Linked DNA regions of Sus scrofa: region 2 is linked to region 1. A link is a contact called in public HiChIP or PLAC-seq data. All regions are on one chromosome and are shown on one strand. Each heading gives the region's core, a stretch centred on a gene start, on an enhancer-like site or on the middle of the called end of the contact. The rest is flanking DNA. Distances are from core to core; before and after follow the strand shown. Region 1 overlaps RABGAP1 (rab GTPase-activating protein 1). Region 2 has its middle 35 kb from the start of STRBP.

Region 1 (5,252 bases), core at 1,464-3,963:
AAGAGTGAGACATCAATTGAACAAAAGAATCAAAATTAATGCAAAAATTATTTTACCTTCATGTTGCAAGCTAATTCCATTAGTTTTTTTGCATTTTCTTCTGAGCGATATCTCTTAGGAAGCTGAACCCTGAAGAACTTCAAGGCACCTTCAAAGTCTGTCAACAGCAAGTCATCTTTGGAAGTCTGGAAGAAAGGAGAAAAGACAACCATGCACAGAAAAAGGTTTTCGCTAGGAAGGTGCCCAAGAGGCATTTTATAATCCCAGCATCGTTATGGCCCCGGCAGGTACTTCGTAGCTTCGGCCAGAGCCACTTGCACATGTCCACTGTCAGGAACAAAGCCAGGGCACAGTGGCTGCTCAGAATGAGCTTGAGACCAAGACCCTGCAAGGGGGGCCAGACAACCCAGCTTATAACTAAATGAGTACCTTTAATAATCCAAGGGCGACGTTAAAAATGACGCTTATTCCCTAAAAGAGAAAACACAGAAAACACTGTAAGGGTTTATGTCTGGATTATTAGGCTGTTTGTCTCAGAACACCCCATAATTTTAGATACATTTAAAAACTTAAGAAATGGCACAGCTTGAAAATATCTTAGAGAGTAAAAACCACCCACCACTGAAAAACCATGCAAAGTAGACCCAGTCTCCCATTTTTCTGAGAGAACAGCTTATTTTTAGATCTACTCTCACATTCAAGAATGCTTTCCAAAGTATTCTATGCTTCCAAACTAAAACATTTGAGTCAAAAGTTGTGATCTATCAGGAAAGAGCTCCTGGGGGCTCTTTCTGCATGCTGTGCTGCTTCACTCTAGGCACAACCCGCACTGTGTCATCAGCCCTCCGCCCCAGAGCTGGAATCTCAGAGTTCCCTCCAGTCTGCCTTTCTTCATCTAATCATTCCAGGAGTGGCGGGGCAAAGGTCTGATGAGGGGAGGCACTAACATCTGCTGACCAAGTTAAACTTGTAAAGTTTCTGGGACTCAGTTTCCATAACCAATATTCTCCCAAGGGTTTTCTGAGCTTGCTAGTTGAAAAGCTTATGTAAATCCCTTAGCATGCTACCAAGGCCCATAGTAACTACATAACAAACGGTTGCTCATAATAGTGAAAAATGAGACAAAGGTTTGAAATTAGGAACTGGTTAAATAAAGTACAGTATATACAAAATATCGAAAGAATGGAATACTTGGCAGTAAGTTAAGAATAACAGTACTTTGGTAATGCTATTTCTTATGTTTCAAGCTGGGGAGAAGATATAAATTTCTTAATGGATCTTTGTATGTTTTGAATATGGAATCATTAAAAAATAAGGATGCTATATATGTGTACGTGTCTATTAATATTCGAATGCAAGAAATTAAAAGATGTTACCAAATAGCATAATCATATTTTTATGTATTTATATATATATAAAACCATAATATACATTATTACATTAATACTCCATACGAAAAAACTATTCCATATAGAAATTACACATAAACATATATGAACACACACAAAAAAGGCTAAAAAAGTACTTACCCTCTAGATAGCAGGATTAGAAGTATTTTAAAATCTTTTTGCTTACACGTTCTATAGTTTTTATAACAAACTTTTCTTTTTTTTGGAAATTGTTTTTTCTGCTTAGGTGCACACGTGCACGCACACACACACACACAAACACAGCCCAAAATTCAAAACTATGCTGAGGCAAAGAGTGTTATTTACTATAACATCTATTTTCTTTCAGTAACAGACCCCTAAGTTTTAGCATATCTCTATATAGCTCAAAGATAAAAACTTTCCCTTGCCACAAGGTAACATCATGTACCTAAGTTCTGGCCAAGAAGAGGTTAAATGGAAAGACAGGTGGAACATCCATGAAATTTCCTTAAAAAGAGGGGATGCACCCTCTCCCGACCCCTAAACCTTGTAGCTTAAATACACAGATAGATGGTGGCTGGAGCTCTAATCAGCAGTAAGTCGTACTCTGAGGAAGGCATGTTACTGCCAACCTTCTGATTTGTTTTACACGAGAAAAGAAAAATAAACCTCTACTTTAATTAGTCACTGTTATTTTGGATTTATTATTTTGGATTTATTCAATGCAGCCAAGCCTAATATAAACGAATACAAATGCCTGCCATGTTTCTTTTTTCAGCAGAGAGAACCTTGAACAAAATACACTTACTAGCTTCCGCCCAAGGAAAAGTCACTTAAGCCTGAATTTTCCAGTAATAACTGAAAAGAACAAATTCTATCTTCAACAGAACTGACAGAGGAAGAACCCTACAAACGACAGCCAAAGTGCGGTGCCTCTTATACATACCTCACATAAAAGCAGGTCGATGATATGGAAGACCATGTAGAGAGGGAATTTTGCGGTGAAGAGCGTAAGAAACCACTGGGAGGCATACATGTGTGCTTCAAGACTTATGTCCAAGAAGTGGTTGTACAGGTCAGGAATGTATTCCTGAAATAGCAAACTAATTAGTTTGGGGCACATATGCAGCTGTTTAACTCCCACTAAGGAGGCTCATAAATCTGCCAGAAATAGGCTAAGAAAGTCACATTCTTGTGTTTATCCCGAAACTGCCAAAGTGCTCAGAAGAACACTTATCATCTGCTATTAACCTGGCACTCAGCTCTCGTTTCCAGTCCATAAAGCAGCTCTAAAGAGGAATCCCCAAAATGGTGACAAATATTTGGAAGGACAGTTTTTCTTTCCAAGTTATGCAATGTTTGGGAATGTTCGTTTCGCTTTTGTTACGAGATTCCTAACCAGTCAGCTTCAGAGCCTTGGTGAATATTTCTTGACCGAGTTTGCTGTGGTTAAAGGCTCCTACAAAGTTATCTGATCTTTTGGGTGTTTATGAGATTGAAAACCAGCTCACACCCATTAGTTAACACCTTATTAATCTTGGCGTCATCACTACACAGTGAGAAATGAAAAACATAAAATCTGTCCTTTCCTGGACGGCCAAGGAAATCCACGGCTGCTCCTTGGCATCATTTCATCACCCCATTCTTAGTCCTGTACTCCTGTAGTAAATGCAAGCCGGATTCTCTTTTTACCTGCATGAGGCGCTCCAACTGGTAAAATTTGCAATGCAAATCTTCAAAGTTTTGCTTGAAAAGTTCCCTGAGGCCATAGTCAAACATGATCTTGACCAGAACGCTGAATGCCTGTTCCTCAGGCATCTGTAACAGATAGGGAAGCGGGGAAGGGGAAGAATCACAAACATACGTTGTTAAGTTTTCTCACTGTTAAAGTCGCCCTTCAACTCTGAACTCTGAAGGACTAGGAATGTAGAGATATGCAGTAACTCAGACCTGTAGCTGTGTTTTGTAACATTTCACTGACTCAACCAAGAAACACTTAACAAAGTCTACTCTATGTCAGACAATATTCCTGTTCTTCCACACAACCAGTATACAATAAATGTAAAACGAAAAAGAAAGATCTGTGGGAACAGAAGAAACAAGAAAGCCTGCATCTGCCTGACGGAGCCAGGAATAGGCTTTGCTGGGAAGACAGGATTTGAACTGAGTGGGAACAGGCTGATATGATACTCAAGTGTATGCTTCATCTTTCCCAAATTATGAGACCTTTGTTGAATCATTTAACCTCCTTAGCTGTTACTTCATTTTAGTAAAAATGTTTTTCTTCCTCATTCTTTCTTCATGCTAAAAACATGGCTAGATACAGAAGAACCTTACATATTCTAAGGTTTGAAGTAATTCTTAAAGTACTATAGTAATAATACATGCAGTAAGACCTAAAATACTTCCAAAAGCTACTTCACTTCATGTCTATTTACAGACGTTACTCACTTATAATAATACCTAATCGTCCATAGCTTTATGGAAAAATATTTGCCTGAGAACCTGGAAAAATGCCTAGTTTTCAAAATAGAAAAAAAGGCACTACAAACATTATTTAAGGCATGGTGTGACTGTAGCAAGCCTTCCAACTGTCACGAAGGCGGGCGGGCTTCTGTTGAACCAGATGATGGAGGTGGGCTGAGCAAAGAAATCACTGAGAATAAAGCAGAGCTAAAGAGCAAATCAGACTAAGTAACAAATGCGAAAAGGGTAACCAATGATTATTAGAAAGGTAAGGGCATTTGGGTCAAAGGACCAGACCTCTGAGGTCTTTATCATGGAAGGCAGCTTCACTCTTCCACATGCTGAGGGAGACTTGGTCTGGCCAGAGTGGCATCGCCGACGTTAGGTGGCACATCTGCCCTTTTACTCTGAAACGGGCACTTATTTTAACACAATGGCAAGCAGCATAGAGCTCAAACCAAGACACTGGGGATTTGATTGGGAAACCCATTTTAAAAGGGCTGTGATACTTTAAACAGAGATAAATATCCTTGGACTGAAGTTGAAAACAAAAACAAACCACACAGGCTTGTGAGACTCTGAGATAGAAGTTCTGATTAAAACAACAAAATCTGAAAACATGATCTCTTGATGGATATGTTAATTAGCTGGACTGTGAAAATCATCACACAATGTATAGTATATCAAATCATATTATACACTACACACACACACAACTTTTGTCAATGATACATAAATAAAGCTGAGAAAAAAAAAGTGACCTCTTTATTAATAGCATAGCTTTACCTAAATTTTGCATGCCTACCAATACCAACAAGCTAGGTTCACAGTAAGAAGATGCAAAGTGGTTTTGTTTTACTTGTATTACCATTTACAAAAGCATGGCTTAAACCTCTTAAGCTTCCTCTTCTTACAGAAACAAAATCTAGACTGCGTGGCCTGGCCCCCGGCTCTCCTTAGAGCTGGTCTTGCTAACCTTTCCAGCTCATTCCCCTACTCTCCATCACGCATGAAGCTCCAGTCACATTTCCCTTCTTTCAGTTCCTTCCAGACGCCAACTCTTCCCCATTTCTGCATTTCTATATCCTGTACTCTCTCTGCCTGGAATGCTCTACTCTCCACTCTCCTGTTTTTAAAATAGTTTTCTTATTTTCATAATTTTTTTTTTCTTTTTACGGCCACACCTGCAACATATGGAAGTTCCCAGGCTAGGGGTCAAATGAGAATTGTAGCTGAGGCCTACGCCACAGCAACACCAGATCCAGGCTGCCATCTGGAAGATAGGGCACAGCTTGCGACTTCATAAGAACATTTAAAAAAGTTAAATGATACAGAAAAGTACAAAAAAAAGAGTGGATAACCCTTTTCATTTTTCAGGGTTCACCTTAAAGGGTTTTCTGGTAATCTTCCAAGAGA
Region 2 (5,252 bases), core at 1,385-3,884, 240 kb before region 1:
GGAAGCAATAAGAAAGTATGAAAAAGTAAAGCGGGGTGAGGGACTTGAGAACAGTGGGGCCAGAATGACAGGCACCAAGAGTGTCAAAAATATGTGTTAAGCTGAAAAGCTGAATCTTGCCCTCCTCCATACGCTACTTTTTGCTTTTTTTGGTTTTTTTGTTGTTGTTGTTGTTGCTTTTTTTGCTTTTTAAGGCCACACCCACAGCATATGGAGGTTCCCTGGCTAGGGGCTGACTTGGAGCTACAGCCACCAGTCTACGCCACAGCTACAGCAACACAGGATCCGAGCCGCATCTGCGACCTACACCACAGCTCATGGCAACGCTGGATCCCTAACCCACTGAGCAAGGCCAGGGATTGAACCTGCAACCTCATGGTTCCTAGTCGAATTCGTTTCCGCTGTACCATGACGGGAACTCCGCTACTTTTTTCTTTATGTCCCAGGTCACTTCTGCTAGGTTTTAACTGTAGCGAATGCCATTGTCACCAGCTACTAAGGTATTTTCTTTTCTCTCTTTCTTTTCTTTCTTTTTTTAAGAGTCTTTTTTGAAAGACACCATGTTCACACATTCTGCAGGAATGTCCCATTTGATATGGCCACTGGACATGCCTGACTACTTCTTTATTTATGATTTCTGGCGCTTTTCCTTTGAGGCTGCTCAGAATAGCTTCTGATCTGCTCACTCACAGAAACGGTGAAATCAAATCTTCCTGCACTCGCTCCATCCATCGTAAGCAAGTTTGCTTATGTAAGCTGCTCCCGCCCGCGCTGAGTAACTGGATGGTGAGGGCAGAGCCCTGTACAGATTTCAAATGCGGCTCTCTTCACATAAACATCTTTGACTGGCATACTATTCTTCTGGTAAAGTGCATTTGTTTCCAGAAATCTCCTCGTCGCAATCAATAGCAGTGTGTGCATGCTACTGAAGGCCACATTTGAGCCATTTGCTCTCCACTAACCTCTTTATACTCCTTTAAATGTTTTTGGGCTTTCCCTCGGTGATATTCAAATCAATGTCCTTACTTATTTATTCTTTGGAAGTTTCCTAGCTCCCTCAGCAGCGCACCACTTCTGTTTGATTGCTTTTGCTGAACTTCTGCACTTGGGACAAATCAGCGGGCTCAAAGAACTTTGAGCATCGTTTGTGCTTGTGCGATGTGTAGGTATGAGCGAATTTGCATGAGTGTGAGTGTGTGTAGCCTAAGATAGCTGAAAGACCTCTGTGTTTGAAATCAAAGACACCTGGATTGGAAGGGACAGTTCTTCCATGTGCTAGCTGGTAGCTTTGGGCAAGTCACCTCATGGGGCCTCAGTTTCTGCAGCTGGAACAGAGAAATATGTCTACGCCCCAGAGAAATGAAAACATGTCTACATGAAAATTTGTACTTGAATGTTCGTAGCAGCATTTTTCACGACAGCAAATGAAACCCAAATTCCATCAACTGAAGAATGGATAAATGTTGTTTCTAGCGATATGATAAAATTGGGTATAATGGGAGTTCCCGCTGTGGCAGTGGGTTAAGAATCTGACTGCAGCCGCTCAGGTTGCTGTGGAGGCATGAGCTCAATCTCTGGCCTGGTGCAGTGGGTAAAAGAATCTGGTGTGGCCGCAGCTAGGGCTCAGTCCCCGGCCCAGGGACCTCCATATGCCATGGATGTGGCTGTAAAAATAAATAAAATAAAATCCATAGAATGGAGTATTATTTGGTCATCAGCATGTTGAAGTTCTGATACATGCTACGACATGGATGAAACTTGGCTACATTATGCTAAGTGAAAGAAGCCAGTCTCTAAAGACCACAAGTGGGCCTTCCCATCGTGGCGCAGTGGAAATGAATCTGACTAGGAACCATCAGGTTGCAGGTTCGATCCCTGGCCTCACTCGGTAGGTTAAGGATCCCGTGTTGCCGTGAGCTGTGGTGTAGGTCACAGACACAGTTCAGATCTGGCATTGCTGTGGCTGTGGTGTAAGCCAACAGCTGTAGCTGGGATTCGCCCCCTAGCCTGGGAACCTCCATATGCCACAGCCCTAAAAAGCAAAAAACAAAAAACAAAAAACAAACCATGTGTGTTAGTTTGCCATAGTAATAAAGTACCATGATAAAGTGCCACAACTGGATGGCTTACATAAGAGAAATTTATCATCTTGTAGTTCTGGAAGCCAGAAGTCCAGGGTCAACGTGTCGGCAGCCTTTCTTACTTCTGAGGACGTCTCCTGGCTTCTGCCGTCTTGCTGGCCATCTTCGGTGTTCCTTTGCTTGTAGAAGCATCACCTGGATCTCTGCCTTCATCTTCACAGGGTATCGAAACGTTCCCTTTTTATAAGGACACCAGTCATGTTGGACCAGAGCACACCTTAAAGACCTCATTGTAACTAGTTACATCTGCAACAACTCTCTTTCCAAAGAGGGTCACTTTCTGAGAGACTGAGGGTTAGAACTTCAACATATGGATGTGGGGGGAGACCCAATTCAACCCATTAACACCCCAGAGTGTATGATTCCATTAATGGGAAATGTCTAGAATAGGTAAATCCATGGAGACAGAAAGTAGATTAGCGGTTGCCAGGGGCTGGGAGAAAGAAGGAATTTGGAATGACTGCTAATGGATACAGGGTTTATTTTCGAGAGTGTTCTGAAATTAGATAGTGGTGGTTGCACAACTCTGTGCATGGACTAAAAACTAATGAACTGTACGCTTTAAACGAGTGAACTGTATGGTATGTGAATTATAGCTCCAAAAAGCTGTGTTTTTGTGTTTTTTTAAAGAAAGAAAGAAAACGTGTAATGCTGGCCACTCTTCTGCTGCATCAGGGTAGCGTAGATCGTGTGGTGTAATAGACGTGCGTGTGTTTGGGAAACTGCAAAGATAAAATACAATTGTAGCCTTTGGTCTTTAATTTTTAAATACCTTTGGTCTTTGCTCTGTGCCTTCCGCCCTAACTGCATGGTGGATTCCCTATTAATTCCAAACCTTTCTAATGTAATAAGGAGAATTCTAGCTCTCCTTAGAAGCTAACTTGAACAGTCACTGCAAGTTCACTCTCATATTTCCGAGAAAAACATCTTTCTTAAACCTGCCCTGTGATTCCCACGAAGCGTTCTTCCTTTCTGAACGGATGTCTCTTTCACCACGGAATTTATCTCAGTGAAATCTCTGGAAAGCACCTTCAAGCCTTTGCATTTTTAAGAGATGAGGGTTTTTTTTTTTCCCCCCCGCATCTGTGCTTTTGCCCTTGTTGGATCACAGCTAGTTCTTTTCCCTAGAGGCCAAATGAAATTTCATGAAACAGTTGAGATTTCAGCGGCTAATAAAATCCTTTCTTGTCCTCTGAGATGGCCCTGTGCATCTCTGCCCATGCCTAGCCCCCAGGGACTGCTGCACAAGAGCCTTAGCATCATTTCCGGCTCAAGCCTTAGGGACCACTATGCCTGCAGCCAGCCGTTCAGCCGTCTCAGTGGGTGTCATCTGCTTATGACCTTGGCTCTGTGCTTCACGCCTGCTGTAGGGTGAATTGCCTGTGTTGCAGGTCTCTCAGGCAGCCTGCCTCCGGTTCTGTGCTGTGAGGCATCTCTGGAATGAAGTGCATGTAGATTCGGAGGTTGTAGGTAAACAGTGCAGTTGGCATACCCAACTTGTCAAAACTTAATTTACACTCCTGTCGGTGGCTTCTCCTATCTGCTTGCTAGATTTTACATTTTAGCCATTTCAAACTGGACACTCATCCTAGCTCTTCGATTCCATGCTGTGTGTCTTTGACTAAGTTGCTTAACCTCTCTGGGCCTCAGTTTTGTCCAACTTGGAAAGGGGATAATGATCCTTTTTTTTTTTTTTTTTTTTAGGGTGGCACCTGAGGCATATGGAGGTTCCCAGGCTAGGGGTTGAATCGGACCCGTAGCCACTGGCCTACCCCATAGCCACGGCAATGCCAAATCTGAGCTGTGTCTGCAACCTACACCATAGCTCATGGCAATGCGGAATCCTTAACTTGCTGCGCAAGGGCCAGGGATCGAACCTGCGTCCTCATGGATACTAGTCAGTTTCATTTTCTGCTGAGCCAGGATGGGAATTCCAATGATCCTTTTCTCATAAGGCGGTGATGAGGGTGGAATGAGATTTTTCTGGTACAAACCGAGAGCCTGACTTAACAACATTGGCTCCCCACTGCCTTTCCTCCTCCCTCAAGGAGAACAAGCTTGATTTGCACCTTGACTGAGGACTAAGAGGCCATGGAAAGAGCAGTGCACTCAGGGTCACACACACCTAATTTGAAGTCCCAGCTCTGGTTGTGAGCCTGGGCAGATGTGTTGAACGCATGCTTTCCCGTGTCACTGGGGTTGGAGCAAGGGATCCTGAAGAGGACATGAGATCGCAGCTAAGGAACAGCTTAGAAACCTGTAAGGGGCTGTCTGGCTGGGAGAGACTGTTGCCACAACTGTCATGTGACCTGACACCCTTCACACCCACCTGGGCTGCTCCTCCCAGGACCCCGCACTCACCTTCACCAACCTGAGATCCGGGCAGGTTCTCAGGAGGGCAGGCTCCGAGCTCCGGCCCCTCTCTGCAGCCTCCTTTGTTTTCTTTTCTCACCATCCTCCAATCCTCCAGGAAGACGGTTTGCTAGCCCAAGGCAGCATGCAGGGGCCCTGGGCCAGCTGAGTCTCCCTTTTCCCCTGGCTTGTGCAGGTGTGGCGCTCCTGAGGGACCAGGGAAGGTCCCCCCAGTCATTCCGCACTGGACCACTTCGAGCCGAGGGGCACAGGGCAAGTGCCTTAAGTCCTCTGGGCTTGGATGCCTCCTCTGTCCCTTGGAGACGATGACAGCACCTTCCTCCGAGGTGGCCGTGTAGCTTAAATGTCATCACACAGAAAGAATTTAGATCAGAGTCTAGCACACAATAAGCCCTCAACAGGAGTTCCCGTCGTGGCGCAGTGGTTAACGAATCTGACTAGGAACCATGAAGTTGCGGGTTCAGTCCCTGCCCCTTGCTCAGTGGGTTAACAATCCGGCGTTGCCGTGAGCTGTGGTGTAGGTTGCAGATGCGGCTCGGATCCCGCGTTGCTGTGGCTCTGGCGTAGGCCAGGGGCTACAGCTCCAATTCGACCCCTAGCCTGGGAACCTCCATATGCCACAGGAGCAGCCCAAAGAAATAGCAAAAAGACAAAAATACCAAAAAAAAAAAAAAAAAAAAGCCCTCAACAAATATTTGAGATTATCATTGCTCGTTCCTTCAGTTATTCACTTGCTGG

Evidence for each region. HiChIP or PLAC-seq counts read pairs in DNA pulled down with a chosen protein or histone mark.
Region 2: a contact with region 1 is called in an H3K27ac HiChIP or PLAC-seq map of skeletal muscle. The contact joins two enhancer-like sites. A contact is called at or near these places in 1 of 47 Hi-C or Micro-C datasets (skeletal muscle) and 1 of 2 datasets of contacts at active chromatin or transcription factors (skeletal muscle).

What each region holds. Positions count from the first base shown.
Region 1 is chr1:263,992,527-263,997,778 of Sscrofa11.1, reverse strand. It overlaps RABGAP1 (rab GTPase-activating protein 1), which reads right to left. Exons shown (of 26, transcript XM_021074563.1): 16 at 3,063-3,188; 17 at 2,317-2,460; 18 at 430-471; 19 at 57-185. Among named protein-coding and RNA genes, the nearest start is that of GPR21, 42 kb to the right of the region's middle. Within about 2 kb of position 2,713, at least 14 of the 83 cell types and tissues checked have an H3K27ac peak or open chromatin away from gene starts, as enhancers often do. A contact at or near this core is called in skeletal muscle, where this site is marked.
Region 2 is chr1:264,228,018-264,233,269 of Sscrofa11.1, reverse strand. No RefSeq gene overlaps it. Among named protein-coding and RNA genes, the nearest start is that of STRBP, 35 kb to the right of the region's middle. Within about 2 kb of position 2,634, at least 2 of the 83 cell types and tissues checked have an H3K27ac peak or open chromatin away from gene starts, as enhancers often do. A contact at or near this core is called in skeletal muscle, where this site is marked.